2 separate regions of the Sus scrofa genome follow, and region 1 is linked to region 2. The links are chromatin contacts, called in public HiChIP or PLAC-seq maps. All regions are on one chromosome and are shown on one strand. Each heading gives the region's core, a stretch centred on a gene start, on an enhancer-like site or on the middle of the called end of the contact. The rest is flanking DNA. Distances are from core to core; before and after follow the strand shown. Region 1 overlaps TTLL11 (tubulin polyglutamylase TTLL11). Region 2 overlaps DAB2IP (disabled homolog 2-interacting protein).

Region 1 (4,876 bases), core at 1,155-3,654, 250 kb before region 2:
AGCCATTCGAGCTCGAGAAGGGATGTCAGGAGAAGAAGCAGCCTAAATGCTTGGCAAAGAAGCAGGTGGGGGTGAGCCACCCCAGACGCTGCTGAGATGCCATGTGAGACCAGAGCTGAAAGAGTCCGTTGATGTCCTGGGGTGACGGGACAGGGAGATGGGTAGTAGCCTGAGCCGACGTGTGGGAGGGGAGGAGATGGGGACAGGAGGAGCGGCCTCTTCCTGGACATTTGGTGGCAAAGGTGGGGGTGGGGGACTGGGAGTCCAGGCACACAGTTTCCTGCAACGCGATAAATCAGAATGGGGAGCAGATGATATAAAGGACACCTCTGGGACCGTCTTCATTGAATCCTTAAGATTATTTTGGAGCAGTTACCATCTGAGAAAGAATGCATGGCGCACGTGCTAAGCTGTGAAGCAGAACCGCCAAGTGATTATCCCCAACTCGCCTCCCAGCCCGAGATCCCCACCTCGCTCACTTCTCCCCCATCCCATTTCTCACCCCCAGGTAACCATCATCCCAAATTTTATGTTCATCATTTCCTCTCTTTAAAAAGAATACTTTTATTATACGTGAATGTATCCCTAAGCAATATATTATTTTGTGTCACTGGTTTGTGAGCTTTATAAAAACATGACCATCAAGCACGTGGGCTTCTGCAACTTTCTTTTCCACCACATGTGGCTGTGGATCATCGGTTCCATTTCATTTGCACTGCTGTGTATCTGTGGTAAACGCGTGCAATTTGTTCATCGGTTCTTCTGTCAGTGAACATCCGAGTTGTTTCTAGTCCTTTCTCTAAGGCTCTGGCGGGGGAATAACGAGTAACGTGGAACAAGAAGGGAGGGGAGGCAGTGGGACAGCATTGCTGATGGACGGGACATTCGTTTGACGGAGAGGAGGCTGGTCCTAAGCTGCAGCCATAAATGCAGAGGGACGACCCTGAGGGCTGGGCACCGGTCAGCAGGATTTCCAGGAGGCTGGCGGAAGCCTTGGGAGGGGACTTCCAGCATCGATCAGTCCCAGGAAGGGCTAATTGTCACCCAAAGATCTGTCCTGAGGCATTTGGATGCCAGGCTTTGGTTCTCAGGCAGGATGTCCAGCTCAGCCATCAGTAGTTGGCTTAGGGCATTAGAAAGCGGACACTTAGAGGCAGGACCAGAGAGAACCGGTCCCAGCTGGAGCCTTTGGAAGCTTAGGGTGAAGGGCTAGTTGCAACGTGGAGGCCACCGGGGGTCAACCCGGGGGATTGTGTGGTCACATCTGTTCGACAGTGACAGCTATTCCAGGAGTATCATGTGGGCCCGCGTGCACGGCCAAACCACAGAGGCCTGGCATGGCGCGGGTGCAGGGTGGAAGGCTGGGGCGGTGGCTTTGCAGCTTGTCTCACTGTGGACGGGTGGCTTGGGGTGCCCATGGGGGTGGAAACCAGGGGCCCACGCTGTGGGGGCTAGAAGGCCAATGGGGCGGGAGCCACTGGTTTGGACAGATCACATCCGGCAAAGGGAACCACAGCCCTGTGACCGTTTCCTACCGCTTGACCACACTAAGTGCTGCCAGGCCTGGGGTCAGGAGAGGAGCAGGGGCCAGAACTGACCCCACCCCACTCCTGGGAGAAGCCTGTCCTCTTCCCAGCCGGGTGACCTTGGGCATGTTTCCTCACCACCCTGAGCCTGTTTCTTTCTCTCTGAATCACCTCTACTCTCTTCCCTACCTGCCTTCTTTGGAGTAAAGTGATGAGGGTGAAAAGGTATAAAGCCTTAGATGACTGAAATCCATTTTACCGTGCATCTCAGAGTCAAAGAGATTGAAGTCCTTGGAGTTCTCTCCTGCTTTCTCTATTCTTAGCACTTGTGAAAACACTTGTTTGTTTGGATCTCAAACACGTGAACTTGGAACCCGAAGATTGAGGGACAGCATGTGCTTCTGCCATCGACTCGCTGTGTGATCTTGTCTTAGTCTTGTCTGTGCCTCGGTCTCCTCGCCTACCCCACAGGTTTGTGAACTAATTCACATGAGACAAAGATGAGGAAGGGCTTTGCACACGCTACTGTTGTACACATATGTAACAGATTAATTCCTTGTCACGGACGCCCCTTTTGCTTGTAGCCTGGGCCTGGCCCAGACGGCAGCCTTCCAGGACATAAACTCTAGCCAACAAAATTACATTTATCTTAAAACATGTGACTGTGACCCCTTTCCAATCACAGCCACAATAACTACTTGGGAAATTGTGATGGCCCGGAGCAGGGGCTGGCGCGGCTCGTCTGTGGGCAAGTTTCCTGTAATCTGTTGCCTAGGAACGTGGCTGCCCTGTCATTCCGGCCTGTCCCCCTGTCATTGCCCAGGCAGCCCCCAGCAACATATCCCCCGTCCGTCTTCTTGAGGGCAGTTCTGTGACCCTGGCTTAAACAGCCAGGTCCATCTGGTGTTGATGATTCATGTGGCAGAAATGCACACGCAGAGCAACGGTTTCCAGATCAACCTTCGTGAACATTCTACCCCAATTTCATTGCTCGGTTTCTCTCGTCCTCTAGCTCTGAGTCTACTTCTCTCCTTGACCATGATCCTTTCCCTCCGGTGTCTGGAGGAGGCACCTCCTCGAAATGCTTCTCCTCTTCCTTCTTTGCTCTTTTGACCTCCCCCTCCCCGTCAGCCCCAGACATTCCCCAGGAAAAAGGTGACGGAGCAGTGAGTGCTTATGCACCAGCCTGGGTTTTGTTCCTGGATGTCCTGGGTTTGCACTAACCCTGGTTCCTCCTTCCAGCAACTCCAGCTGGGGAGCTTGGCAAGTTAGCCTTTTCCTGCCTCAGTTTCCTTTTCTGAAGAGAGAGATAATATTTGTACCTGCCTCCCAGAGTCATTCACAGATGGAGTGAGAAAAGCCGCGTGGAACATCTGGCCCAGGACCCAGCACGTAGCAGTCTCTCAATAAAAGGTCATTATTATGACATTATGTGTTATCTGTGACAACAGTCCTTCTCTGACTTCCCGTCGTGACTCAGCGGAAGCAAATCTGACTAGTAGTATCCATGAGGACGCAGGTTTGATCCCTGGCCTCCCTCAGTGGGTTAAGGATCTGGCATTGCTGTGAGCTGTGGTGTAGGTCACAGATAAGGCTCGGATCTGGCACTGCTGTGGCTGTGGCCTAGGCCAGAGGCTATGGCTCTGATTCAACTCCTAGCCTGGGAACCTCCATAAGCTGAGGGTGTGGCCCTAAAAAGACAAACAAATCTTTCTCAAATGGGTCTATGAAGCAGTGTCTTGAACTAATGGGAAAACCATGAACTAGTAACATTTACAATGTCATGGAACACCGGTGTTCCAAGGAGCACAGTTGGAGAGACAAGTCCTGGCACTGGATGCCTCCCAGCCTCGCCCCAGCCTTGCTTCTGCATCCTTCCTGAGCCCCGAGGGCCTGCCAAACAGAGCTGATTTCCTGCCTCTTGTACGTAAGTTGTGTTTCCCCAATTCTGCCCTCTGCTCTGTCTTGGCTTGCCAGGCTCTCTCCTCATCTCACTCTTGTTTGCAGTTCAATGCCTTCTGACAAGGTGCTGCTCAAATCCTACCTTCTCTGTAAAGCCTTCCTTGACCACTTCTGACATCTAAGCTTTTTTCCTTCTAGATGTGTTTGCTGGTCACCCACTGGGACAAGCCTTGAGCTAGCTGTGGAGCCTGTGGTTATGGATAAGAGGCAGCCCTACCCCTAAGAGGTGTAAAGTGTAGTGGGGAAGCCTGGCACGTGGGCATTACCCTTCCATGTAATGAATGCTGCCCAGGGGTGGGGGTGGGGGCAAGTACAGGATGCTGGGAGAGCACAGAAAAAGGAGCAGTTAACTTTGCCAGTTAACTCAGTCAAGGAAGGCTTCCTGGAGGAAGAGATGCTTAAGCTGGAGCTTAAGGCATGAAGGAGAATTTGCCAAGCAGAAAAAGGTGAGCAACATCACACCCTCCTGATTTCCCCCCTGCTTTTTTGGCTGCTGCTTCTCAGCCCCTTCTGCACCTGCCAATGATGGAGATCCCAGGACTCCAGCTCCTCTCTTACCTACAATCACTCCCTAAAGGCCCTCTTCTAGCCCCATGGCTGTAAGTACCAGCTATGTGCTGTTGACTCCTGTATTTGTATTTCCAGTCTTGAGCTCTCCCTGAACTCCACACCAGTCTATCCAACTGCCCACTTTAATTTTCTCCTTGAGTTTCTAACAGACATCTCACACTGGACATGTTCAAAATCAAACCTTGATTTCTCTCCTAAACTTACTCTCTCTGTCTTTCCTATTTTAGTAAATGAATAGCATTCAGTTAGACCAGAAACCTGAATCATGCTTATTTCTTCGTTTTCTCCCTTCATACATCTAATCCATAGCGACTCTTGCAAATATACTGTAAAATGCATCCTAAATGGAACCACTTTTAACCAACTCCACCGCTTCCAAACCAGTGTAGGCAGCCATCACCTTGTACTTGTATCACTGCAATAGCCTCCTAATTGATGTCCCTTTTCCCACCCTTGCTGCTTATAGCCTATTTTTCTCATTGTAGTTAAAGGGATTCTTTTAAAACATGTCAGATCAAATTACTTCACTGTGTAAACTCTCCGATGCCTTTCTCATTACACTTAAAATCCTGGCTGCTTACCATGGCCTACAAGATGCTACATGATCTGTCCCCTGTCATTCTATCTGACCTCATCTCCTCTCTCCCTCTTGCTCACTTCTTGATGTTCTTCAAAAGTGGCCCCTGTTTTGGCTCTTCCCTCTGCCTGGAATGCTCTTCCTCAGCTCTTCAAGTAACTTGTTTCTTCACTTCATTCAGTCCCTGTTCATCTGTTACCTCCCAAGTCTGTTGATTCTGACCACGATGGAGTAACAAAAA
Region 2 (4,535 bases), core at 1,809-4,308:
GGGCAGGTGAGGGCTGGACCCCGGAGGACCTTGTGACAAAAAACAAGTCCTTGTTTTCGGGGGTTGGAGACGGTAACCGGGTGAAATCTATCAGACTGCAGGGAGACAAGCACACACAGGGAAAGAAGGGGGAAGAGAAAAACTGTGAATGTGGCCGAGGCGGTCCCGACTGACAGCCCCCACCAACCTGCCGCCCAGCAGCCTGAGCCAGGGTTGGGGAGCGGGGGGAGGGGAGGGAAAGCGGGGGAGAGGAGGTGCAGAGGTGGCAAGAGTGGGAGAGTCCTGGGGACCAGTGGCCCGGCCGCAGAACCAAACCACAGCTGGGGCAGCTGACCCTGGAAGAAGCCACCACGAGGGCCGAGGCAGCTCCTCCACAGAACCTCTGCTCTAGGAGCCAGTGCTGCCAGCGCCAGGCCAAGCTGCTTGGCAGGCCTGTCCCCTGCTCGGCTGCATCTTGGGGCCGTGAGTTCTGGGGCCTGGAGTGTTCTGGAAAATTCCCCTTAGCTAAACCCAAACCCAAAACGCAGTGGCTCTCTGCCCTCCAAGCATCCTGCACTGAGAACCCCAACTTCAAAGCCACAAAGGTTCTGCCTCTTCTCTCTTGTTCCTAATCAGACTGATAACCTGAGTGGGGGCCTGCACTGAGCAAAGCCTCTTGCTGAAGCCTCCTGCTGCCACCCCTTGTCTGACTGGCAGGCGGGGGCTGGAGCTTCTGGCAAAAACAAGGAGTCAGGAGGATCCTCCAGGAATGACTCAGGCAGGGAGGGTCTGCACCTGCAGTGGCCCCCCCCAAAGAGGTCTTCCGGCCCCACTCCGGACCCCACCTGGAAGCCAGCTCCTTGCAAGAAGGCACGTGGTGGGGCCAGGTGGGCTTTGGAGGAAGGGATGTGGGGGGAACAGGGCTCAGTGTGGGCGGGAGGCAGCAAGAACTTATGGGTTCGGCGTGGGCTTGGTATAGAGTATGGCTTAGCCTGGGCTGGAAGAGGAAGTGCCAGGCCCCAAGTGATGGGACTTAGGCAGGCAGGCTGCGACCACCAGGGCCAAAGCACTGGTGGGCTGAGAAGTGGACAAGAGCAGCAGGTGGAGCTGGGAGAAACCCAGACCAACCATGAGCCTGGCCATCCTGCCACATGCCGCGTCAGGTCTCTTAAGAACCCATGTGCCCAGCCACCTCTAGGGCAAAGCAGGTCCCCATCTGAACTCTTGCTTTGCTTCATTTGAAAGGCTGTATGAACAGCCCCCCTCAAGACTCAGAGGGATGCGGGAAGGGTGTCAGGTCTCCGCATCTCCGGCCTCCTGCTGGGCCTCCAGTCCCACGCGCCACACCCCAGGCCCTGACTCAATGCCCTTGCCTGCTAAAAGCCTGCTGCTGCTGCTGCTGCCACCAGCCCAGAGTCAGACAGCTCCCACCTCTGCTGCTCCAGCCTCATGCCTGCTAGCAGGTCCCAGATGGCCCTGGGAGAGGAGCGGAAGGTATGATGGGACATGACAGTCCAGTGTATATGCCAGGGCTTTTGAAGGAATGTCCTTATTTTGATGTCAACACTTGAGAACACTTGCCTTTCCCTCCACTGTGTGTACATGTGCTTGATTTACAGGCTCTTGCCCCAGGGCTGGGGGCTCAGGGGGCTGGGCCTCAGCATCTCTCTAGTTTCTGGGGCTCCTGGTCTCTAAGCCTTGCAGAGTCACCTGAGCACCTCCTGAAAACATATACCCTTGTGCACCACTTGTGGCGATTATGATTCACGTATAGGAAATATGAGGAAACAGGTATTTTTAACTCACAAACCAGTGATGCACAAGTGGTGGGGAACCGTAATTGTTCTTCAACAGAAGGTGTCGTTTCTCTAGGCTTTGTTTGTGCTGGTCCCTATACCTAGAATGTCTTTTCTACTAATGGAAATGTTACTTTTCCAAAAAAGCTCAAAACTGTAGCACCACCTCCTCCAGGAAGCCTTCTCTGATTTTTCCCAAATAGAAGTTCACTATTTGAACATCACTTAGGGCCTGCAGAACACAGTGAGTCTCATCCGGCTTGTTTTATAAACACCTGTGGAGGTATCCTCCTCCCCAAATGAGAACGCAGATGGGCTTACCGGTAAACCCCACAACTCGAGGCGTGCCTGACAATTCTTACCCAGAGAGATCGTTCTCAATCACCATCTTCTGAAGTCCAGCTGAGATGCTGCTGCTGCCAGAGCCAGGCGTGGAGGCCAAGTCGTTGGTCCCTGTGAGCTGCCCACTGCCTGGGGTGCTCAACGCTGTGTGGACGTCCCTTAGGATTCGTGGCAGAGGCCCCAGTTTGGATACAATGCTCTGCAAAGACAGAGCAACAGGCAGGTGTGATCCACTGCAGCCACTGTGTTCGAAAGTGCTGAGTCGTCAGAAATGCAGGCCCGCCGCCCTGCCCTGCAGTCAAATCCAGCAGGTCTGGGAAGCGGGGAATGAGCCTCAAATTACATTCCTACCAGTTCCTCAGACATTTCTGGGACAAGACGGGAGGTCCACGGGGAGAAATGCTCACCTTGTCCAAACCCTCCACCCTCACTGGTCCCAGAGAGGAAAGGCCACGGGGGACCCCAGAAGTTCCCCACCTACACCTCCCACTGGAGAGGCTTCTGGGACACTGCCCCATCAAGTCACCTACTCCACAGGGTGGGCTGGACCCACCTTAACACCTGAGTCCCCATGGCGATGGCCCAGGCATGGAGCAGGCACCACTAGACAGATTACAAATGGCTGGTCAGGCACAGCGTAGTGACTGGGCTCATCTGAACCTCACTGCCCTGGTTCAGACTGTGGTGCTAAAGGTTCTAGGCCGGGGAAAAGGGACTCTGCCTTCACCTGCTTAACGCCCGGCTTCCACCTAGGGTTTTGTGCAAAAAGAAATAACTCACATGGTCAAAAGAGAAGAGACGTGAGCGGCCAACAGCTCAATTTTAAATTCTGCTTCAACGCTGTCAGCTGTGACGGCTGCTGACCGTCTTCCCTACCTCTTGCCTGGCCACACAGATATGGAGGACGGTGGCTGGCACAGGGGCTAAGTGGTGACAGCAGAGTGACCAGTGCTGGCAGCAGTGGAGGAAAGGGACTTGACCTCATTTCCATTTCTCCCTCCTGGGTCTCTTGCAGCCAAAGGGCAACAGACATAAAGGAACAGAAATGACTGCAACAGCATCTGTTTGTAGTGAAAAAGCTGGGACTGATCTGAGTGTCCAGAGACATAAACGGTGCAGTCATATGACTGGACAGCCTGTGGCCATTAGAAAGGTCACAGTGAAGATGCAGCATGTACTGTGGTGGAAAGACGCCCACAACAGAGAAGTGAGAAATGCACATGGCACGCACAGTTCTCCCTTTAACAAAAAGGGAAAGAACTCTGCCTATGTGTACTTAACATATGCACAGATATATCCAGAAGGCTGAACACCAGAGAGCCCTGAGTGGTCACCTGTAGGGATGGGACAGGAGTAGGGAGCCTTCCAGCCCTGCCTCAGCAGTAGCTACTTTTGTAAGATGATCTCAGAGCCCTGGGAAGCAACAGATGCTCTGGATGTGGATCCTGGGAGGCCCAGCCCTTGCTGCCAAGAACCTGTTGGGTGTGGGCTGGGGCCACTGGGGGTAGTGGAGCCCCAGGCCACAGAGGCTCCCCTCCAGGTGGCTGCAGCAAGGTCGGGGGGTCTAGGAAATAACCATTTCAGCTGATGGTCAAGGGCAGTTCTGGAAAGGTTTGTAATATCCTGCCTGACATGTTGAGGTGCAGTATCTTCAGAGTCTATCTTTTTCATATCAGCGAACTTAAAACCCAGAGCAAAGACATTTTCGGAGAAGCAGCTAAATTCGATCACATTTCTTACAGGTAGGGAGCACACCTTCACCCGTGGACTCCACCCACGTGATGCAGTGTGCGTGCAGACACAGCTGCAGCCCCAGCACACAGAGTGGGCTCTCCGGGCGAGTGGACATAGCGCCCCCTCCAAGGAAGTGGCCCCAAGATCCCCTGGTGTCTGCCGACAGGGCTCGGGCAGGGCTGCTGATCCACGCCACACAGGTGACCCCTCTGACCTCTGTGGTTACGCTGTGGGAGGAGGCGCAGCCTCCAGCGCCCCCTCTGCCCTGTCTCGGCCCTGTGCGGATAGGCACCTGCTCCAGCTGGCTGACGGCCTCCCAGAGCAGCGAGTGCAGGCTGGAGAGCTCACGGCCCAGGTCGATGTAGCCCTCGAAGCCAGCTGTGTTGGAGATGGTCTCCGGGTTGGAGATCTCCAGCAGGAAGCGCTGCATGTTGGTCCACTCGTGCTCCAGGAACTGGTTCATGAACGACATGTACTCCTCCTTGCTGCCAAATCTGGAAGTGGAGCAGACAGGCTAAGCGCCCTGGGCCCCGCCCAGGAAGCCCCTTCTCTGAGACCCTCACCTCCTCAGCTCCCACCCCTCCCCGCCATTCGCTCCCCAGCCAACTAGTCCACTCTGACTTGGGGTCCTCCTTCCTCATGGGACCTGGAATGCTCCGCGGCCCTCGCTCCCCATTCGCTGCC

The links. HiChIP or PLAC-seq counts read pairs in DNA pulled down with a chosen protein or histone mark.
Region 1: a contact with region 2 is called in an H3K27ac HiChIP or PLAC-seq map of skeletal muscle, with 5 times the contacts expected there. The contact joins two enhancer-like sites. A contact is called at or near these places in 5 of 47 Hi-C or Micro-C datasets (embryonic fibroblasts, heart right ventricle, psoas muscle and 2 more) and 1 of 2 datasets of contacts at active chromatin or transcription factors (skeletal muscle).

Annotation. Positions count from the first base shown.
Region 1 is chr1:262,091,874-262,096,749 of Sscrofa11.1, reverse strand. The region is part of intron 5 of TTLL11 (tubulin polyglutamylase TTLL11); the gene reads left to right. Among named protein-coding and RNA genes, the nearest start is that of TTLL11, 110 kb to the left of the region's middle. Within about 2 kb of position 2,404, at least 13 of the 83 cell types and tissues checked have an H3K27ac peak or open chromatin away from gene starts, as enhancers often do. A contact at or near this core is called in skeletal muscle, where this site is marked.
Region 2 is chr1:261,842,719-261,847,253 of Sscrofa11.1, reverse strand. It overlaps DAB2IP (disabled homolog 2-interacting protein), which reads right to left. Exons shown (of 18, transcript XM_003353636.5): 11 at 4,144-4,345; 12 at 2,138-2,316; 13 at 1-95. Among named protein-coding and RNA genes, the nearest start is that of DAB2IP, 110 kb to the right of the region's middle. Within about 2 kb of position 3,058, at least 1 of the 83 cell types and tissues checked has an H3K27ac peak or open chromatin away from gene starts, as enhancers often do. A contact at or near this core is called in skeletal muscle, where this site is marked.